2 separate regions of the Mus musculus genome follow, and region 1 is linked to region 2. A link is a contact called in public HiChIP or PLAC-seq data. All regions are on one chromosome and are shown on one strand. The core of a region is the stretch at or near the end of the contact, and the rest is flanking DNA. Distances in the headings are between cores, read along the strand shown.

What was found. HiChIP or PLAC-seq counts read pairs in DNA pulled down with a chosen protein or histone mark.
Region 1: a contact with region 2 is called in an HNF4G HiChIP or PLAC-seq map of pancreatic cancer cells. The contact joins the promoter of Klc3 here to the enhancer-like site in region 2. A contact is called at or near these places in 4 of 39 promoter capture datasets (the HPC-7 cell line, embryonic stem cells and stem cell-derived epiblast-like cells), 3 of 115 datasets of contacts at active chromatin or transcription factors (CD8 T cells, embryonic stem cells and pancreatic cancer cells) and 2 of 9 other capture datasets (adipose tissue and liver).

Annotation. Positions count from the first base shown.
Region 1 is chr7:19,402,686-19,407,323 of GRCm38.p6, reverse strand. It overlaps Klc3 (kinesin light chain 3), which reads left to right and starts at 3,220. Exons shown (of 13, transcript NM_001286039.1): 1 at 3,220-3,303. It overlaps Gm38954 (a long non-coding RNA gene), which reads right to left and starts at 1,635. Exons shown (of 3, transcript XR_881873.2): 1 at 1,556-1,635.
Region 2 is chr7:19,316,980-19,321,449 of GRCm38.p6, reverse strand. No RefSeq gene overlaps it. Among named protein-coding and RNA genes, the nearest start is that of Fosb, 9.2 kb to the right of the region's middle. RefSeq lists an enhancer at 1,184-2,043. Within about 2 kb of position 1,344, at least 330 of the 459 cell types and tissues checked have an H3K27ac peak or open chromatin away from gene starts, as enhancers often do. A contact at or near this core is called in CD8 T cells, adipose tissue, pancreatic cancer cells and 1 more, where this site is marked.

The sequences.
Region 1 (4,638 bases), core at 1,971-4,470, 84 kb before region 2:
TACAAGAAGGCTAGTATGGGTGCTGATGTTAAGTACTGCTCTGAGTGCTTACACTGTAACTCAGTCAACACTCTCAACAGTAAAGCTCAGAAAGGCTAAGCTACCAGACCAAGGGCAAACAGCTAGGAGAGGCAGAGCTGCCAGCCAGAAGGGGTGCAGGGCAGCTCAGAGGGTGGCTTCCAGGCAAAGCTGAACTTTGTCCCCAGTTCCTTTCCAGGTCATCATGTGCTATCTGTGTCCACCATACCTCTGTGTCACTCCCCACTGTCCTCTCCTGGGGGCTGAAGGCTAGGGAGGGTGGAACTAGGCTCACTCAGGAGCCCAGAGTCTTGAGAAGGTTGGGGGTCAAGGCCTCAAGGCTCTGCCAAGTAGAACTCTGGGATGCAAATGGCCTCTTTTGTATTATTCAGAGTATCACTATGTAGCCCAGGCTGTCCCAGGCCTCACACCTGAGCCCTTCCTGCCTTGGTTTATGGAGCAATGCCACACCATAGGCAGGATCCTCCATGCAGTATTTTGCTTATTGGCTGTTTTGAGGGCTTCCTATCAGGTAGCCCAGGCTATCTTGGAGCTCCTAGACAATCGTCCTAGCTCAGCCTCCCAGGTGCTGGGATTACAGGCATTTGCAACGTTCTTATCTGAGGTCTCCACAAATAACTTCATCTCTCAGAGCATCATTCCTCATCTTCACATGGGCCTGGTGTAGGAGTCTATGGGTATGACTGTATGGCTTAAGGGTTCTTCCATTCCTAGGCTGTGTGACCTCAAAGAAACCACTAACCTCTCTGGGCTCCATAGTCCCCATCCATACAATGGAGCTAATTAATGCACATGGTGGGAGCATGAATGGAAGTCATTTGCATGGAGGATTTGGTTCAGGCCCTGTTACCCTGTTACTGGGCACCCCGAAACCCAGCCCTGCTTTGGGGTGTACAGTGTGCTGGAACAACGGCTGCCTTCCTAGAGGTTTGCTCCTAATCTGTTTCTCCTGTCACATGAGGAAGAAGACGGCAGGTTAAGTATGAACCTATGGGGCCAAAGAGATGGGGGTTGGGGACTCTCCAGCGTATCTGGTTCTCACCGGCGCCTGCGGAGCCATTCTCCTTCTGCAGGACACAGGCCACAGCGGAGGAAGTGCTTAGTAAGGCCACTCCTTCCACCAGATGGCCGCAGGACTTGAACTCAAGTTTTCAGGCTTGGCAGCGAGAGCCTTTAGATGCTGAGCCGTCTCACCCACCCAAAAACCTTTGGAGGAACTGCGGACAACGATCTCCGGAAGTAGGTTCCCTGAATCTGGTTCTGTACAGAAGGAACCGGAGGACAGCACACAGCCAGCAAATGACAGAGCTGGGATCTGCACCTGACCAGCCCCTGTCTGCTTCATGATGAACGTGCAGCAGATCTGTTGTTAGTGTCCTAAGACCAGAGCGGTGGCACAGAACTTAGCTGCCCTCTCCATTCCTCTTTATTCTAGAAATAACTAGAACCGTTACAACACGATTTATGTCTAGGCTTCAACTCATACTCAGGTTCCAGGACGCTGCCATGCACTCACAGTTCAATTTGGCGGGCACCTGTCTCTAGTGTGGCGACCTGGAGTGTGCAGGGATGACGACACCCGAGGCCACGAGGCTGCGAGCCTGGGGCTGGGAAGGGGGGCGGGGGTGGTGTCACAGAAGTGGCCACTGAGAGCTTCCTGGAGGAGGACATCTAGGCTCTGGAGGGCGAGCACACCGAGGCGGCTCCGTGGACCCGCAGTGCCATCTGGTGGCGGTTTCGTGCACTGCAGGGACCTTTCATAACTTCTAGAATTTGCTTCGTTCATCCTGTAAATACTTTTTGCGCATCTGCATCATGCCACTCTACAGTCTTGACCTTGAAGACGACCAGAGAGACACAGGGCACGCGTTGTAGAATATTAAAGACCCAGGAGCCTACATTAAGAGATTCTTAGATACTGCAGCATGGGAGCTATTCAGGAGGCTGAGGCAGGACTGTAAGTTTGAGCCCAGCTGAGCTTTATAGGGAGACTCTATCCCCCCTCAATAAAATAAAGGTAACTAGGGTACAGTGGCTGTATTTTCAGAATTAAGTGAGACCCTGCCTCAGAAAAGGAGGGCAGAGAGAATTAATAAAATCAACACACACACACACATCTATATCTATATCTATAAATATATATATGGCAGGGAGAGCTAAATAGTAGATGCTTTTTCCTTGTATTCACAGGGCTCTGGGTACCACTCCCAGCAGTGCACACACTACTGTTAGCTCATGTTAATCAATTCAGGTCTTCCAGAAGACCCAAGTTCAATTCCCAGCACCCACATGGTGGCTCACAATTGTCTGTAACTCCAGTTCCAGAGGATCTGATGCCCTCACCCAGATCTACAGGCAGAACACCAATGCACAGTAATATAAATCTTTAAAATAAAGAAAACCCCTCTTACTTATGTGTCCGTATGTATACACAAATGCACGTGTGTGGGTGCCCACGTTCCATCCATGCATGTGAATCCATCCAGGCTCTCCTTGACCAACTCCGGAATAATTCCCAGGAGTCAGTTTTCATGGTTCTTGGAGATGAAACTCAGGCTGTCAAGCTTGGCAGCTAGCGCCCTTACCATCTTCTCAGCCAGGAATAGTTGTGCAAGGTCTTCAGGTTGTAATTATTAAAACAATATTTTTTGGAGATTTTTATCTTTATTTTATGTGTGTCTGTGGAGGCCCTGGAAGAAAGTGCTGGATCTCCCTGGAACTGGAATTACAGATGATTTTGAGCCGACATGTGGGTTCTGGAAATCGAACCTGGGTCCTCTGCAAAAGCAGCCAGCACTCTTACCTGATGAGCCATCTGTTTATTCCATATTTGTGTATGTATGACTGGACACATGTAGAAGTCAGAAAACAACATGTGGGAGTCCGTCTCTGTCCACCCTGAAGGTCTCAGGGATCGAACTCAGCTCCTCAGGATTGGCAGCATGCACCCTTACTGTCTGAGCCTTCTCGAAGGCCCCCAGATAAAGTTTTCAGAAGTTCTCGGAACGCAGGTTTCACCGAATGCTGCGGCAGAGGGCGTGGCCTGGGCGCCTGCGGGGGCGTGCGTTGCCTCCATCGGCCCCGCCCCGCCTCTAGACCACAGGTTTCTCAATGTGTGCTGGCGGAGGGCGCGGCCTGCGCACCTGCGGGGGCGTGGCTTTGCCCTGCCCCACCTCCCTCAGGAGCCTCCGGGAAGGCGGCGGCCGCGCAGCGGGAGCAGCCCGGTCTCCGCGCAGCGAGGCGGCTCGGGCGGGCGGCCGTCAGGTGGGCACGGGGGACGGCGGCGGCTGCTTCGGGATTCCCGAGGGGGCCGCAGGGATGGAGGGAGGGAGCCAGGGACCTGGTGGCCGGGATGAGCCTCGGGGTCCCCGCGGAGCCCCGCCCGGCCCCTAGCGGAGTAGAAAAACAGCTGCGGGCGGGGCGGGGCCTTGTGACGCGAAGTCCGGTGCAGGGTCTCCGCGGCCGCGGGGAGGGGCTGGCCGGCTGTCGGAGGGTCCCCCGCTGCAGCCTGAGGGTGCAAGACATGCATGGTAAGGGAGCCTGCGCGAGGTGTGCAAAGAGAGGGAGAGTAAGGCAGGGCGCACTGTGGAAACTGAGGCGGGAGGAGCGGAGTTGGAGGCGAGCGAGCCTGGGCTTCGTACTCAAGGGAGAGAGACAGAAGGAGGGCGGATGTGGGTACAGATGCCAAAGGGAGGGAGAAAAAGAAAAGGAACGTGGGCCAGCAAGGAGAGTAAAGGTGTTGATGCCAAACTGTCTATTTCTCAAGTTTGATCCACAGGATCCGAAAGGTGGGAGGAGAGAAAGGACTCCTCCCTTAAGTTGCAAGTTGTTCTCTTGGCAATCCATGTGCCTCTGCACACACAATAAGTACATAAAGGGAAAAAAGTTGACTAGGGACCAGGCATCATGATGCACACCTATAATCCCAGCACTCGGGAGGCAGAGACAGGCGGATCTCTGAAGACAGCCAGGGCTACACAGAGAAATTCTGTGTCAATGTATACATATTCATACATATGTATATATATTAGAGAAAATCTGTATCAACATATATATACACATACATATGTATATATAAAATTATATATATTTTAAAAGTAAGAAAGAGTCACATTGTGGGTAAGAGTGTAAAAGAAATGAGCTACCATGTTACTCAGTGATGGGGACAGAGTGAATGTGGATGATCTTGTCTGTCTCCTGTGTGTGTGTGTGTGTGTGTGTTACATGCGGACTGTGCATAGCACTGAGCATGTGTGACTGAGATACTGGGTCAACTGTATACTTGTGGTTGATTCACACAGATGGCCATGTGTGGCAGGGAATGGGGTTGGATCTAGGTGTTGCGTGGCAGTGGGGGTGGAGTGTGTGGAATTGTGTCAGTGATATGTGACTGTCACTGACTAACTGTTGGCTGTGTGTGGGTATGTGGGTGACTGTGTCTGCAAGCTGAGGTTTACTTAGGTGTGTGTGTGTGTATACGTGCACACACGTGAGTGTGGGGCAAGCCTGCTGTGGACTAGTGAAGCTCTCTTGGGGCTCCTGTGAGTGCCGGGGACAGCTCGAGTGGCAGATGGCTGCGGCTGAGCTGTGGGAAGCTGC
Region 2 (4,470 bases), core at 95-2,594:
AATAGTGGCTGGAGAGATGGTTCAGTGGTTATGAACAGTTGCTCTTGCAGAGGTCCTGGGTTCGATTCCCACCCAACACCCACATTTCAACCATCTGTAACCCCCAGACACTCAGGTGGTGCACGTTCATGTACATAAATAAATCAAAAAATGTATTTAAAAAATCACTAGTATACAACAGAGCTGCCTATTTAGTACGCCACAGTGCATGAAATATGTTCATTCCTGTTCGCCACTTATTTTACATTTTTATTAACCTGTTCCGTGTGGGGTGAATTAAGTGCTATGTCCTGTGTGTAGAGGTCAGAAAACAACCTACAGAAGTCAATTCTCTCTTTTCACCTGTATTTAAGTCCCAGGGATCGAACTCAGGTTAACACCAAGCGCCTCTGCCCACTGAACCATCTCCCTTGCTCGTTTATCTTAAAATCAGTGAGGTACAGAACCAGGTCAGTTTCTTATTGTCATTTATTTACTTATTATGTAGGGTAGGAGGACAGGTGCCAGCATGCAAATGTAGAAGTCAGAGGAAAACTCTTCTATCATGTGGGTCCTAGGAACTCAAGTCATTTTCTCAGGCTTGGTGGCAAGTGCTTCTGCCCACTACCCGCTTTACAGAATTTAGCGATTTCACACTTCTTATGGTGAGCAATGTGACGATGCCACCTCAGTAAAGAAAGGGCTCACAGGTCAAAGTTACAGAGCAGGGACCAGAATCCAGTTTTTTTTTTTTTTTCTCACTACCACGTACCCGACGCACCTGCTGCAAGCCAACCTGACCAAAAGTACAACCAACAAACACCAACATTTCAAGTACTTGAGTTGAAATATCTAAGCCAGGCGATGATGGTGCACGCCTTTAATCCCAGCACTTGAGAGGCAGAGGCAGATGGATCTCTTGTGAGTTCGAAGCCAGCCTGGTCTGCAGAGTGAATTCCAGACAACCAGGGCTACAGAGACCTGTTTTGACACCGAGGGGGGAAAAAAAGGAAAAGAAGGAAAAAAGAAATAAAGATATCTATCTACAGCTGCCAGCTGCAACCTGGTATTCTGTCTCCGCTTTGAGAACGGGGTAAACTTAACCCAGCCTCCAAATCCACTGACTGTCCCGGTAGTCAGAAAGGAACTGTTTTTTTTTTCTTCTTCTTCTTCTTACAGCTCCAGGGTCTCCTCCCGGGAACCAGGAAGGGCTCCTGCTACTTTAAGACGGAGAACAGTCGATTCGCGTTGCCTGGGCAGCGCCGCGGCGGTTGCCTAGCAACGTCAACAAACCACAGCGCCGTTGCGACTCCGTGCGCCCTCCCCCCCGGCCGCCCGCGCTGACGCAGTGACGCGGCAGCCTGTGGCACGCCGTTACCTAGCGACGGGAAGGTTGTTTGTCCCTGGCCAAGCGGCGCGACCGCGCACAGCAGCCAAGACCGGCCAGGGCAGACAGACGGCTCGACCCGGAGATGGCAGCGAGGGGACACCCGTATCCCCAAATTACCACTGTCTGCTTTCTGTTTGCGCCCCCTCCTCCCCGGAGTGCCTGTCCGTCCGGAGCCTCCCGCTCGCTGACTGTCTCCTTCCCCTCAAACCATAGCACTCAAAAACAGGAGCACAAAAAGAGGAGAGGTGGCCCTTCTCAAGCGTGTCACTGTGACCTCAGATCCTAAGTTTCTGGGTGTAGTGCTAGGTCAGGGGGATTCCCACCACCATTGGAGATGGTTGAGCAGTGTATGACCTGTGCACACGCACAGACCTAGAGCCACAGCCCTTGCCTGCCCTCCGTTCCCTCTCTCCCCTGTAGGTTTGCCTACCTGTCTCACTCCGCCAGTCTGAAGCATCCGGGCTCTGTCTGTGAAACAGTCCGCGAACTGGGAGGGTCTACCCACTGGCCCCAGCACCCCTCCTCCCAAGGCCCCCCATGCTGCTGCTTCATGTGACCAGGGCTGGGCCGAATCTCTGAGCAGACAGAGAGAAGCATGGTGTGACCGCATGAGTGGAGTGAGTTCTGGGGACAGTGCCCAGTTGTGCGATAGACAGCAGGTTCCAGAGGACCACTGTGCATGTGTGTGTGTTGTTGTATTTGGTTTGTGTTTGTGAGTATGTCTGTGTGTGTGTGTGTGTGAGAGAGAGAGAGAGAGAGACAGACAGACAGACAGAGACAGAGACAGAGACAGAGACAGAGAGAGTTGTGTGAGGACCACTGTGCATGTGTGTGTGTTGTGTGAATGTTTGTGAGTGTGTGTGTTGTTGTATTTGGTTTGTGTTTGTGAGTGTATCTGTGTGTGTGAGAGAGAGACAGAGAGACAGAGAGACAGAGAGGGAGAGACAGAGAGAGAGACAGACAGAGAGACAGACAGAGAGAGACAGAGAGAGACAGAGAGAGAGAGAGAGAGTTGTGTGAGGGCCTCCCAGGTGATCTGGGAAGCTTGTGAATGTGAAAGTGCCTGTGGGTGGCTTCACCTCTGGCAGAGGCATTCTGCCTCCTGTATATTAACTATGTGTGCTCAGACAATCCACTCAAAGATGCTCTGGGGCTGCAGCTGATAGAGCAGCTTACTTAGTGTGCACAAGGCCGTGGGTGCAAACACCCCAGAACTACAATCCCAGAACTCTCTCTGCGCACTGAACTCGACTTCCTCATTTGTTTCTTGTTTCTTTTTTTTGACGGAGTCTAACATTGTCCGGATTGCTTCAAACTTTATAGCGGAGGAAGATCGATGGCAATTCTTCTGCCTCCACCTTCTGAGTGCTAGGATTGCAGGCATGTACCCTCATGCCCAGTTGAGACAGTATCAGTGATTGAACCCAGGGCCTCACGCCTCCTGGAGAAGCCCTGTACCATGGAGCTACAAGTCTAGTTCCTTTTCTTGTCCTTAAAAAAAATAAAAAGCTGGGTCTTCTTATAGCCCAGGCTGGCTTTGTACTCCCCATCCTCCTGCCTCAGCCTCCCAAGTGCTGGGATGATAGGCTTATGGCACGGCCATGATAGCACCTACAATTTCCAGAGTTGCCTGTCCTTTGCAGTGTACTATGCCTTGTGAGGGACAGGCTCTGAGGGTCTGCTTGTGATCACACACCTGAGGACCTGTTTGCTGGGAGTTCTGTCCCCATTTCTTTGCCAGGCTGGAAGACACTGACACACCCACCATGGTGACAGTACCCATGGACTTAAATGGTGTGACTCCCTCTGCTCTAATGGGAGGGTCTCAGTGCCCCGTATCTGCTGTTTCTCAAATGGGGTAGGTAATACAGAGATAGGAGGGCTGACACAAAACATATCAAACACCAAGATAGCAAAGGCTAGAATGAGACCCTGTCTCAAGCTTTCCCCTAGAGAAGGGGAGTGTATAATTGCACCCACTCACAAGACTGTTGGCCATAAACAAGTTTGTATGGAAAATGTTTACAAAGTGCTTGGCACATCCAGGGGTGGTGGCGCACACCTGGATTCTCATACTTGGAGAGAAGAGCCAGGAAGATTAGGGACGGTTCCAGTCAGGCCTACATATTGAGACCTTATCTCAAAAACAAAACAACACAACACACACACACACACACACACACACACACACCTCAAAAACCTCTGGAAGTTCACATTTTGGGAAAAGCATCTGGATGGTAAAGTGTAGGGATTAAGAGTAGAGACTAGAGTCCCTCCATGGGACCGAGATGTAGAAAAGAAAGAAAAGAGAGCTTGCTAAAGCAGGCCAGCCTAAGGGCAGACTCCTGAAAGGACTTGCTCCAAATGATTGTTGAGGGTGGAGGACTCTAAGAAACTGGAATTGTGGGAAAAACTCTCGGGGAATGACAAAAGCCGGTTTGCAGGTTGGTGAGATTAGAAAGTAATGGCCACAATATAGGGCACAATATACAGGCTGGTCTTGAACTTGTAATCCTCCTGCCTCAACCTCCCAACTATTATAGGTATATGTCACCAGCTGGATGCTTTTGCCTGTCTTGTTTCTTTCTGTGCCCCAGGGCTTCAGTGAATAGGGATGGCTGCCGATTAAATAACTGAATTGCTAGCAGGGTGGGTGAGTCAGGGCTTTAATCCCAGCCTTCAGGAGGCAGAGGCACACAGATCTTTGTGAGTTCGAGGCTAACCTGGTTAACAGAGAGAGTTCCAGGACAGTCAGAGCTACACAGAGAAACCTTGGCTCAAAAAACAACAAAATATCTGAATGGCTGATTGAATGACTGGGCAGATGGACAGATAGACAGATGGACATGTACGATCCACAGACATGTACGATCTTTGGGATGGTGGGGAAGGCTTGGTAGCTAACACAGGCTGGCTCAAGACCTGCTTCTGGGAACCCTTTCTTTCCTTTGTATCCTCAGCTCTGGGTCATGAAGGGTGTGGAGTGGGCCGGGAAGGGAGTGTCAGGCTCAGTGGCTGCTTGCCTTGGATTCTGGCCCAGAGTGTCTGGAGGAAGAAGAGGGTATCTCGGCATCTGAGTCACCTTAGAGAAACCCTAGCCA